Regions from separate parts of the Bombyx mori genome. Here region 2 is linked to region 1. A link is a contact called in public Hi-C data. All regions are on one chromosome and are shown on one strand. The core of a region is the stretch at or near the end of the contact, and the rest is flanking DNA. Distances in the headings are between cores, read along the strand shown.

Region 1 (6,897 bases), core at 1,318-3,817:
GGTAGCTGTAAGAGAATCATCCGGAAATTTCACGTACAGGTCGGCGAAAGTTTAGATTTTGTGACGTGTAAATAATACGTGCCGCTTTGAAGAGCGGTACTGTAGTTTTACCTTCATTTTATTTCATATCACTCCATATTATCATTTTTCATGGGGATGGGAATATAAATTGAAATAAGACATGACCTAAAGGTCTTAGTTACCAGGTCATAAAATCCCTTAAAATAAAATGTATTTTAACGCGTTACGCTTTTGACAAGTTATTGGGATATGGGTTTAAAAAAAAATACCGACAGTTTATAAATAATTCTAATTAATTCTATATTTAAAAATGTATATTAAGTAATCAATGAGTGTTCGTCAATACAATTTTGACATGATAACAATCGCCTACCACGTATCGTTATTAAATTGAATGATAATTTAATTAAGCCATCATTAATTTGCGGGTGAATGCAATCGTTTTTCAATCAGTGCGATAGGGTTGCGGTTAAAATTATTGAACGAACCACAAAATTCGAGACGAAAATTATTTGTAAACTACTAACCTATATCCTCATTCTGAGAAAGTAAAAGGAATCTTAAAGGTTAATACCAAATTAATTCACCCACGTATCGTATCGAGGTGAGTTACCAGCGACATCTGTTATCGTTTTAAAAAAACTTTTAGTACCGCAAGCCGTTACTAGATGGCGTTACTTGCTGTTATTCGCCGAACCGTGTCGGATAACCGTTCGCCGAGAAAATAATAGTGTACCGCGACTAAGCATTGTAATGAAGTAATAACTGTTCATAGCAGCATTTTAATGTTAATGCCGTAATGGGAAAACGTGTTTGCAATTCTTTTGTTCGGTTATGCACGGTGCTCGACGTGGCTTCGAAAATTAAACTATTATTGCCTTTTATAAACATTATTTACGATTGGTTTACTGGTTGTTTTTTTTTTTGTAAATAAAAACTTCTTTCACCTTTGCCATTTGAAATTCGGAGAAAAAAGATTTAAAAAAAATAATGAGTGGCGTCTTACGGACATCCGATTGGAACAGAGTACTTTTTGCTATAACCTTTTTTGTGTTGTATTAAGCTAATGATTAAAATAAAAAAATAAGTAAAAGCAAATAAAGCTGGCGTTCTAGATAAATTTCCGGAATGCTTCACTCGCAAATAATTCCGGCCTAATTAAAATGTAAATGTAAATAAATAAATAACTGGAAACAAATCACGCATAGTCATCACGGGTACTAGAGACTGAGATACATACTAATATGCGTAAAGAGCAAACAAACCTGTGTGTTCAGTGCGAGTCCTTAACGTTCTCGATAGCGTAAAAGTTAACTTAAATTTGTATGCAGCTGAAACAGCGCCCCTAGCGGCAAACGTAGGCAACGCGTTAACTTTTACGCTATCGAGAAACTTAAAAAACTCTTAAACGTTTGTACCGATGCGGGAATCGACCCTAGGCGCGACGTTTTTTTTTATCGCTTAGATGGGTGGACGAGCTCACAGCCCACGTGGTTTTAAGTGGTTACTGGAGCCCATAGACATCTACAACGTAAATGCGCCACCCACCTTGAGACATAAGTTCTAAGGCCTCACCTGTTATAATGCCCGTGGAACTGGTCGCTCGAGCTGGGCGTCTGCTGCTGGGCGTCGTACACGGAGTCCGGCGCCGCATCAGCCTGCACCCGCATCTGCGCCTTGTGGTATCTGACCTCGTCCTCGACCTTCTCCCGCTGCTTCTTCGACATGCGACCGAATTTGACGGCTGCAACAGAACGGATATGTTTTAGCTACCTATTGGTTGGTAGCCTAAGGGTCTATTCCAGCTAAGCCCGGACGGATGAGCTCACGGACTCAACCTGAGAGAATTTGCTAACACCAGCCCTAACAAAAGCAGTGCGTCACAGAATCTACCACCGGATCGGAATCGCGACCCACTGAGAAGATCCGGCGAGAAACTCAATGGGCTGTGTCTAAGTCTTGATAAGTTGAACAATATTTTTTTTAAATCTGGCTGCGGTATTTGGACATTGGTATATTCAGCTTATCCATTAGGTCACGACCTGATTTTTTTTTTAATAATTGAATATCTGAGTCAAATTTAACCCCTCATAACGTAAACTTCTTCGTGGGACAGTCAGGCAAAATTAAACTCAAAAATGTTGCAATGAAAGTTGAATGTAGAATGATTCACGAAAATCACAAAACGCGCGAATATTGTCACCCGATTAATTACACTACCCGCCGCACGGAGCGCTGCCTTCGCAAAACGGCACGTGACATAATGAGCGTGATTTTCGCATTCCCATACAAGTAATCACGTTTTTTTTTATTTTTAATACAATAATAAATACATAACCATTGCAACTCAATGATAAGTCAATCGGCGACGCACACTAAGCTGAGACGCGTGTGTGCAAAGCGTGGTTGTGTGCGTGACGCCCGCTGATTGGCTGCGCGCGCTCGTGTGCGTTCGGGAAACATCGCGCCTCGGCCGTTGGCATACTGCCTAGTGGAACAACGAACTCTCGAACTCGACTCTGACGTACATGTACATGACGTATCGATACGTAACCCGCCGGTCCCGTTAACGCGGCAAAATCAAAACAAACTCACGCTCCGAGACGTCTCGCCCGCGAATACGACCACTAAAATCGGTTGTGTGCGCTTAAATTTTTCGTCCATGTAATTCTTTATTTAAAAGGTTCACTCAACCGCCGATTAGCGTTGGTCTCTATTTCCTATGACTGTGTTTGTGTCGAGAGGTCTTTTTATGTGGTGGCGTATCCAATGTAATTTGACCTCTGTTATGGAAGTGTTTTAATTACACAATGGATCTGTTCGATTGGACCTGTACTACAACAAAGCGTTCTATGTTTTTTTTAAAATTTATGAACTATTCTGAAAGAACAATAGTTTTTCTGTGTTCGAAATAAACGATTCCTTTTTCAAATATGATTTACGTTTTTTTTTTATTGTTACAATAACTAACGTTTATGAAATTTATATTTATGTTTTGTTACGTGTCAACTATGTACTAAATTTTAAATAAAATAAGAACTCATTGTTCTTTATTTAAAATTTAAAATAGTTTTATTTATTTATTTAGTAGATACGGTTTTTCCATGGCTTTCATGTTTGAAATTAATATTTTTTATGACAGAGATGCATAAAAAAATGTGTTCATAGAATAATTATCATCGTAATGTGTGCTTAAAAAAAATCTAGTTGCAATCAAGTTCTCTTACACAAACATAATATCAAGTTATGTTATATATGTTATGTATATAAAAACTGGTATATGCATAAGCGTTACGTCGTCTGTGTGTTGTGTAATCATAGTGCCGGGACATATATCGATACCGTCGATACTTTTATACGTTTGTTAATATATTTCGCATATAATTTTCGTTGGGTCCATCCAAAGAAAGTACTATTAGAATTAAGTCTGTACGTGTCTGACGTGGTCCCAATTATATCAAAGCCTTAGTTATTTCTGCCATAAACCTATCATGAGCTCCGGTTCAAGAAACTGGGATTCGCTTCAGTTAAATTGTTTCTGTTAAATCGACCTCATGCTGGAAGATATGACATTAGTACTCGCGTTGTAGGCAGTCAAATATAAACCAGGAGCGGATGTTGATATTGTTCATTTTTAATAGCACTGAGTGTGAATACGAAATTATTTTAATAAAAAATAAATAAATAAATCGCAGTGTCCCATCACTATTTTGCTTGCGTTCTATTGCGCAATATTACGCCCGAACGGCTTCTCGCTATGCGCTGCACGCGCCCTACTACATAATACAATTAAACACTTTTAATGAGGTACATTCTTATTAAGAGATTAATTTTTCAAATTCAAAAATCGAACAATTTTATTTTTATGTTCATTTTTACAAAACAAGATGTTCCAGAACGACAACATCATTGAAAATATTATAATTTTTAAACACATAAGTACCTAAATAAAAATTAAAAACAAATTCCAAATTTGATTTTGAATTGACGGTGCTTGTTTCTTCGCGGCTCAAGTTGAGTTATGAAATTTAAATTCGAATATGGAATGTTTGGATGTATTATTTTTCCCGCATTTTTTTATTGTACCACGTATAAGTTCTCTAAGTGTTCTCTAAGTGTCATTACTGGTGTTAGGACCTCTTGTAAGTCCGCACGGATAGGTACCCCCACCCTACATATTTCCGCCGTGAAGTAGTAATGCGTTCCGGTTTGAAGGGTGGGGCAGCCGTTGTAACTATACTGAGACCTTAGAACTCATATCTCAAGGTCTCATTTCTCTTTTAAATTTCAATCAAAAATCAATTGTTACAATTAAGGCCGTCAGCGCAAAAGCGGCCTAATCCCCAATTTTTCATAATAATGCTTATAATTATGTATATTGCAATCTATTTAAAATATAATCAATTTTGATGCAAAACCGGCCTATCCATAGTTTCGCCCATAGACAACAGATGGCTTTGTAAACATTATTTTCGGGCGTATTGTTTTTTTTTTTGGCCTACTCAAATTCTAATTCATGCAAACTTAAACCTTATTGCTCCATAACAACTATGGTAAGCTTAGGCCGCTTTTGCACTGACGGCCTCAATTAAGAAGTGAAAATACAAAACGTTTTCTCGAAACGCGGTAGGAAACAGGCCCGGGGTGAATGACCCCTTATCGGTCGCTGATAAAGTCGTTACGTTAAACAATCAGACTGTGTAATGTATAATACATTAGTCATCTAGAATGCGGAAACTGTTGTCTCGGGAAGAAGTTTGCTTCGACACAATCACCACTAGGTGTCGCTTAGAATCGTAATGGCGATTTTTTTTTTCCTACTATTCTAGGCTATTTTAGCGTAACCTTAACTAGTAGGTGAGCTCACGGGGCTCAAACCTGACGACGTTGCTAACACGAACCCTAGCAAGAGCCGTGCTTCGCAGAATCTACCACCGGATCGGAAACGCGACCCACTGAGAAGATCCGGCGAGAAACTCAAGTGGGCTGTGTCTGAGGGTTAATTTACTCGTCGAGCCCTTCGTCGTAAGTGACGGGTTCGCTTGAAGTACCTAAAAGCACCGTTAGTGGATCGGGAGGATCCGAGATGACGTGTTTTGGGCGACGTCGACTGCTTTCCATTCTGTCCGCAGGATCGGGAATGATACTGGCGGCTGCTTGCTTTAGTACGTTGTAGATGTATATGGGCTGATAACCACTTAACATCAGGTGGGCTGTGAGCTCGTCCACCCATCTAAGCAATAAAAAAAAAAGACACGTTACAACTATAAAGGAATTCAAAGCTTTTTATGATTGATCTATCACTCACCATCACGACTCATGCCGAGTTTGAGGCACTTCTGTAGTCTGCAGTACTGGCATCGGTTGCGGTTGACCCTGTCCACGACGCAGGCCTTGTTGCGAGGACACTGGTAGTTCACCACTGAAACACGCCGCTGAGTTAATAAGGACATTTCAAGGATGAAGTCCAAGGTTTTTTTTTATTGCCGTATAGGCAGACGAGCACACGGCCCACCCGATGGTGAGTGGTTACCGTCGCTCATGGACATCAGCAATGCCAGGGGCAGAGCCAAGCCGCTGCCTACCGTTTAATACTCTCCACAAGCCCCGTTTGAAGAAGGGCATGTCATAGCGCTCGGGAAACACCGTGGAGGGGAGCTCATTCCATAGCCGGATGGTGCGTGGCAAGAAAGATCTCTGGAAACGCACTGTGGATGACCGCAGTGGCTCCAGGTAGTATGGATGAACTCTACTCCGGTGGCGGGCGGTGCGATGATAAAAGCGAGATGTCGGTATCATCTCGAACAATTCCTCAGAGCACTCCCCAGTGAACTGGTTTCGTCGGAGCGCGGTATAGAAGTGAAACGAGATGGTCCGATTTGACAGGCTTTAGATAAATAACTAGTATAGTTAACCTTCCTATAACGCGGTAGACACGTTCCTATTAAGTCCCGCGTTGTACGAAACCGCGTTATATGCGACTAGAAGCCAATACAAAAAGGAGGGTATTTTTTCTGAATGAAACATCTCAACTATGCCTGTATGTATTGTTTTACTTATCTATCTTCTATCTATATATATAAAAATTAATTTCTGTTCGTTAGTCACGCTAAAACTCGAGAACGGCTGGACCGATTTGGCTAATTTTGGTCTTGAATTATTCGTGGAAGTCCAGAGGAGGTTTAAAAGGCAGATAGATGAATATGAAAATGCTCGGAATTAAATAAAAATAACAATTTTGTTTTTCCTTTGATGTGTCCCCCGTCGGACGGATTCCTTTTGTTTGTTTTAAGTTTATTTTATACAAAAGTTTAGGTCTTTTATTTATCGATTGAGGCACTACGAAGTCTGCCGGGTCAGCTAGTTATAGATAAAAAATAAGCAGCGAAATTTCGGTCTGTGTGTCCCATATATATTGTGTGTTCGTATTCCATAATGTTATTTACTAAATGGTTTTTAAACAAAAATCTCCTTATCGCGTTGTAGAGTACCGTGTTATACGTAGGTTTGGGAAAATTTTCTTTTCGTGTTAGACCGGAATCGTGTTGTAAAATACCGTGTTATCTAAGGAGGGTTACATGTAAATTAGATGGATAACAGTAACAAAATATGAGTCTCATAAGAATTATAGCCACTCTAAATTGATTTGACAAAAAGCCTATCCTTTAAACTGCTTCACGGCAGAAATAGGCAGGGCGGTGGTACCTACCCGTACGGACTCATAAGAGGTCTTACCACCAGTACAAAGCAGTAACTTAATTAGGTGGGTCATATATACCCATAATTTGATTTTTTATCAAAGTCAAAGACGCCGACCTGTGCTCTGGGATCGTCTGAAGAATCCTTTGCATCCCTCGCAGGTGATCACGCCATAGT
Region 2 (6,897 bases), core at 1,847-4,346, 120 kb after region 1:
CTAACGTTTTTGATATGCACGCAATGCAACACAAAGTCGAGTGACGCTCGGGGTTACCGAGCTTTTTTTATTTATTTTTATTGCTTAGATGGGTGGACGAGCTCACAGCCCACCTGGTGTTAAGTGGTTACTGGAGCCCATAGACATCTACAACGTAAATGCGCCAACCACCTTGAGATATAAGTTCTAAGGTCTCAAGTATAACGGCTGCCCCACCCTTCAAACCGAAACGCATTACTGCTTCACGGCAGAAATAGGCAGGGCGGTGGTACCTACCCGTGCGGACTCCCAAGAGGTCCTACCACCAGTGATTACGCAAATTATAATTTTGCGGGTTTGATTTTTATTACACGATGTTATTATTCCTTTACCGTGGAAGTCAATCGTGAACATTTGTTGAGTACGTATTTCATTAGAAAAATTGGTACCCGCCTGCGGGATTCGAACACCGTTGCATCGCAACAACGAATGCACCGGACGTCTTATCCTTTAGGCCACGACGACTTCCTGTATATATCCCTACGTATATCTACTTCTTATGTTTCTTTCCAAAATACAGCGCATTTGTTCAGCTGATGGTGGTCTAGAAGACACCGCTCTCAGGGATAAGAGCGCCCGTAGCATTTTTTTTTTACTTTTTTTTATTTTTTTTTTATTGCTTAGATGTGTGTACGAGCTCACAGCCCACCTGGTGTTAAGTGGTTACTGGAGCCCATAGACATCTACAACGTAAATGCGCCACACACCTTGAGATATAGTTCTAAGGTCTCAGTATAGTCACAACGGCTGCCCCACCCTTCAAACCGAAACGCATTACTGCTTCACGGCAGAAATAGGCGGGGCGGTGGTACCTACCCGCGCGGACTCACAAGAGGTCCTACCACCAGTAATATTTGGTATAATACTTCACATTATATATTTGGTGGGCTTTTTTAATAACACTATTTTTCGTCTTGGGACCATTTCCTCAATCGATGTACAGAGATAAATTTAATTTAAGAGGATTATTATCCTTTAAATGCGGAGCTTGCAAAATTAGCATTTCCATTTCTAGATTTCTAATAACAACAAAATTCAACTTTAACAATGTTTAAGACTGTCGTATAGTTTTTGACACCCGTAAATTATAATTTAATTTTGTCTTATCGAACGTCCAGCGCCATCTATTAGTCATCATTGTGAAGCTTCCGGGCTCAACCTGAGAGAATTTGCTAACACTGCCTACTGGTGGTAGGACGTCTTGTGAGTCTGCACGGGTAGGTACCACCACCCTGTCTATTTCTGCCGTGAAGCAGTAATGCGTTTCGGTTTGAAGAGTGGGGCAGCCGTTGTAACTATACTGAGACCTTAGAACCCATGTCTCTCTATGGGTGGCGGAATTTACGCTGTCGATGTCTATGGGCTCCGGTAACCACTTAACACCAGGTGGGCTGTGAGCTCGTTCACACATCTATGCAATAAAAATAAAAAAAAATTGCCCTAACAATAGCAGTGCTTCACAGAATCTACCATTGAATCAGGATTACGATCCTCTGAGAAGATCCTCAAAACTCAGTGGGCTTATCGAAAAACCGAATTTATAGACCTTGGCTTTTCAGACTGAAATTTAATGATTAAATAAATATAATTTTGATTTCTAATAAGAAAATAATATTTTTTCTTATTCGACGATGGTCTCTCAGCCAATCTTATGTCCTGTCCAAATTACCGACAAATTCTCAAATGTATTGTCAAGGGGACGGGGGGGAAAGATACTGCACGTGCGAGCTTCTAAAAAAAATTTATTATGCACAATAAACCCTTCTGCGAAGTTGTTGAATTAATTCAAAATGTAAAATAAAAAAAAACTCTTCTATAAATATATATATATATATAAAAATGAATTGCTGTTCATTACTCTCGCTGAAACTCGTGAACGGCTGGACCGATTTGGCTAATTTTGGTCTTGAATTATTTGTGGAAGTCCAGAGAAGGTTTAAAAGGTAGATAAATATGAAAATGCTCGGAATTAAATAAAAATCACAATTTTGTTTTTCCTTTGATTTTGTTTGTTTTAAGTTTATTTTATACAAAAGTTTGGGTCTTTTATTTATCGATTGAGCACCACAAAGTCTGCCGGGTCAACTAGTGCTAAAATAGAATTGATAAAAATAGTATTTAAATAAAATTGAATTAAAAATAGTATAAGAAAAAATGTTTTTATTGTAAAAAAACCTTGGGGTGCATGGTACAATAAAATTTTAATTCAAATTTATTAAAATTCTATTTTTTAGTTGGATTTTCTATAAAAGCGTATTTTGTTAGTTTTTTTAAACTATTATTTATTTTATTTCAACATCGCGCCGCCATATTAGTTTAACTAAAAATCTACTTAAATGACGTCAAAAACCCGAGTCCGTTTCAAATAATCAGCGGAGTGGTTAGAGTCACCAATAATAATCCATTAGCAGCAAAATCCACTAGACAACGTTTCCTACAAGAAAACGAAGAGTCAAAGACCTAGTACAAATAAAAAACAAGTTAAGTCACTCAGGAACTGGTCTCGGAGTGCCCAAAAGCTAACGGAACGATTGCCTCTGCTAACACACACGCACACATACAAATATGACACGGCATCAGCTGAGTCGAAAGTGTGTCAGTAGCGGTGAGCAACGGTAAATAGCAAAAAAACACTGTCGCTACTCCATAATAGATGGCGCTGCTATGCGACATTTTACAGTCTAACGTTATTTCTCGCCGATGTTTTTTTTTGTATTATTTCTTTGTAATAACCGTATTGCGTCTTTAGAATAATATTTTCGAACTTAAATCATTGTTTCGATCCACTTTAAGTACGTTTGATTAGTCATTCTAGAAAGTAGGTCGCACTGATAAAACCTATCTATTTTAGACGTTTTGTATTTTATTGTGTGATATGATAATAGTTCCTAGACTGATTTAGGTATTCATTGCGACGCAAAAGAAACTCAGATTTACGACATCAAATGGCACTGTAATTATACTGTATCATTTAATTGGAATAATTAGACATCTCCGGGCGTTCCATTACTGAATTGTAGTGAAGGGCTTAGTTACCGTTGCGACTGGTTTAGAAACTGTGCCGTAGTGGAATGCTACTCGACGATAGATGGCGGATGTTTACCGTAATGCACCTCGTGTAAACTTGAATGAACACCAATCAATTATTACGGTATCTTAACTCGTGACACACTTCAATTTGTTTTAGATGCTTAAAATTATTTATAGCTATAATATATAATGATTAAATTTTAAAATTGATTTATTGCTATTATTGAAAATAGCAACAGTATTTTTACGGTTTAATGCAGGGTTTATGATTTTTAATATACTTCTAGCTGATCCGGCAAACTTCGTACTGCCTCAATCGATAAATAAAAGACCTAAGCCTTTGTATAAAATATTCAGTTTATTTTACATACTTAACAAACAAAAGGAATCCGTCCGACGGGGGACACATAAAAGGAAAAACTAAATTGATATTTTTGTTTAATTCCGAGCATTTTCATATTTATCTACCTTTTAAACCTTCTCTGGACTTCTAGAAATAATTCAAGACCAAAATTAGCCAAATCGGTCCAGCCGTTCTCGAGTTTTAGCGAGACTAACGAACAGCAATTCATTTTTATCTATATATTAATACGTGAAGCAAAAACTTTGTATCCTTTTTACGAAATTTTCGCGGACGGAGGAGTATGAAATTTTCCACGCTTATAGAAAATATAGAGAAGGAGTGCACAATGCTAATATTTTTTTAAAATAATGCATAAAAGATACATTAAATCAATAAAGAAAACATTACACACACTACATACCATGTATTTGACGCACACACGCATGCATACTATTTATTGTCAAACTTTTGTTCTTGACGTCTGTTGTCAAATTGAGAATAGATTAAATATTGTTTGCCTATGTTAATATTTTTTATAGTGTAGTCTAGGCGAAATTTGTGATTATAGAAGTATAAAATACAATCATAATGGTGTACAAGCTTACAATTCCAATTAATTATAGTCGAATTTCGACTACTGCTAGTGGTCCCACTAGTATTTGTAATTACATTTTTTTTTTATTGCCTTTGTAGGCAGATTACATAAATTACATAAATGACTTACACTTTTTATTGGTTAGTTGGGTTAGTGGGAAGACAGCTTATTGCTCGATAGACTTTCTACACCAGCTCAAACCGCGATCAGCTGAGAAAATCCCGCCAAAAACTCAGCACGCTGATGTGTGGATTAGGTTTCACGGTTATTAGAGTTCCGTGCTACTTATGCTAGAGTTACAGGCCTCTCATGAGTGTTACTGGGTCGGAAGGATGGATTTCTAGTGTCCACAGAAGTTGATGGGGTGGTGTCATCCTAGGCTGATCCTACACAGCCATGTTTACTATATCTTCTTCTTTTTCTCCACCTTATCCCACTAGGTGGGGTCGGCACAGCTAATTTTTCTCTTCCATTCTCTTCTATCAGCCATCATTTCAACACTCACTCCTCTCTCTCTCTCTCATATCGTCATTCACACACTCCATCCATGTCTTCTTCGGTCGACCTCTTCCCCTTCTACCTTGCACTACCATTTCCATACATCTCCTAGTCACATGTGTACTATATCTATTATCCTTAAATATACTAATGGCCACTATATAGTAGAGTCCAGAGAGAAAACCGCCTCTCGTAAAACGAACGACATCCCAATGAATAACCACGGGATATTCTCGCGCGAAACCGGCGTTCCCGTATTACCGGTTATAACTTGTACCGGCTCGGCGTTGTAACGGTGAACCGGATCAATAAAGCAGCCCTGACACGGCCGGATATAAAACAAACCACAGGCTTCGGATGTACCTGCCACGCGTGGATTTTTAGATTGCTTTATGAAGTTGTTCCATACGTCTCTGACTGTCGCTAACCGGGTGATCTCGCCAGCTGATTAACAGACGTATTGTGGTCACGCACGGATTGCTACCAGCATCCTGTCCATTTCTGCTGCCTATACCGCCTTGAGGGATGAAGATCAGTCTCAATAGCGGTTGTCCGCCCTTCAAACCAGACCGCACGACTTCGCGACATATCAAGGCAATAGGCAAGACGGTAAAACTTGCGCCGTGCACACTCGCAATACATCAGTCAATCGCCATTGGCGTTCGAAGTGCACTAAGATAACACTTCTTCAATTAATTTCTGCGTCCATGTCAATCGCAGATAGAGATATGGTGGCACTATACCACGCTAACCACAATGCTGTGAGTATTAAAATACATAACAGTGAAAATGCGTGGTAAATAAAGTGGGTACCTAATAATCTTTGTGTTTGCAACAATAACTGGACGGTGGAAATGATGAGAAACAATGGTAACATCTCTTGGGAGTTTGGAGTGTAGGGATGTGGCGTACGCTGTAAGCGAATGAAGAATGCGTCGAAAGGGGAAATTAGATGGCGCCACTGTAGCTAAAGGTGTGATGATAATGGTAGTGCCAAAAATTCATGTTTTTATAATTTTTCAAGTCACACTTCGCTTACAACAGAAACATTCCTATCGCATTTGCTTCAATTGGGCGATTTTAGTGGGTTTTTGAGCTTGGGATTTGCTTTTAAACTTTTCCCCCAAATAAATGGTATCTTACCTATAGTTCTTCAAATTCTAGAGCTCACAGGTGGACAGAGATATATATACAGGCTAAAAGCTGATTACTTTTTCGCCTTTCGCTTATTTAGTTGACTTATTAAAATGTAATTAACAATTAAAACTAAGCTTACGGTTCTATCTCACGTTTTTCATTGTAATTAAATTATTTCGGTTGTCAACGATAACGGAAAGTGAAAAGTATTGGAAATATCGGTAATAACGTGATGAGAATAAAGACAATTGATATCTTGGATTTATAACCTTGGACAAAGAATTAGTCTAGCTATTTACGGGTGTTAGGACCTGCTGTGAGTACGCGCGGGTGGGTACCACCACCCTGCCTATTTCTGCCGTGAAGCAGTAATGCGTTTCGGTTTGAAGGGTGGGACAGCCGTTGTAACTTACTTGAGACCTTAGAACTTATATCTCAAGGTGGGTGGCGCATTTACGTTGTGGATGTCTATGGGCTCCAGTAACCACTTAACACCAGGTAGGCTGTGAGCTCGTCAACCCATCTAAGCAATAAAAAAAAATATATATTCAAAGGGGGAACGGTGCCAGTATCTTCGGAACCTTGCCTAAAGGGATTCCTTTTAATAATATATTTTAGTTATTAAATTATAATTTGTATTATTTATTATTTAATATTATTAATTTAGTATTTAATATGTAGATATGTAAGATGTAGAGCCTGCTTTAATAGGTATAAGGTTCAACCTATTCCTAATAAAATGTTTAAGTATTTCGTTTATAAAATAAACAATTGATATCTTTGTCAATTTTATAAATTATGATATTTTTATATTGGTGGTAGGACCTCTTGTGAGTCCGCACGGGTAGGTACCACCACCCTGCCTATTTTTGCGGTGAAGCAGTAATGGGTTTCGATTTGAAGGGTGGGGCAGCCGTTGTAACTATACTGAGACCTTAGAACGTATATCTCAAGGTGGATGGCGCATTTACTTTGTAGATGTCTATGGGCTCCAGTAACCACTTAACACCAGGTGGGCTGTGAACTCGTCCACCCATCTAAGCAATAAAAAAAACCGTAGTATTTTTAATTACTTAGTATTATAACACGTAAACTTTTAATCCATTTCGATAGATCATGCTGAATATTGTAAATAAGTCCCTCAGACACAGCCCACTGAGTTTCTCGCCGGATCTTCTCAGTAGGTCGCGTTTCTGATCTGGTGGTAGATTCTGCGAAGCACGGCTCTTGCTAGGGCTAGTATTAGCAATGTTCT

Evidence for each region. A called contact is a pair of places that touch in the nucleus more often than the background predicts.
Region 2: a Hi-C map of middle silk gland shows a contact between it and region 1, with 1.6 times the contacts expected there. The contact joins two enhancer-like sites. A contact is called at or near these places in 2 of 7 Hi-C or Micro-C datasets (middle silk gland and midgut).

What each region holds. Positions count from the first base shown.
Region 1 is chr2:3,738,979-3,745,875 of ASM3026992v2, forward strand. It overlaps Hr3 (hormone receptor 3), which reads right to left. Exons shown (of 12, transcript NM_001043547.1): 3 at 6,838-6,897; 4 at 5,330-5,443; 5 at 1,597-1,765; 6 at 1-5. Among protein-coding and RNA genes, the nearest start is that of LOC105842580, 7.0 kb to the left of the region's middle. Within about 2 kb of position 2,568, at least 8 of the 8 cell types and tissues checked have open chromatin away from gene starts, as enhancers often do.
Region 2 is chr2:3,853,470-3,860,366 of ASM3026992v2, forward strand. It overlaps a transcript of Hr3 not described here. Among protein-coding and RNA genes, the nearest start is that of Hr3, 13 kb to the left of the region's middle. Within about 2 kb of position 3,097, at least 8 of the 8 cell types and tissues checked have open chromatin away from gene starts, as enhancers often do.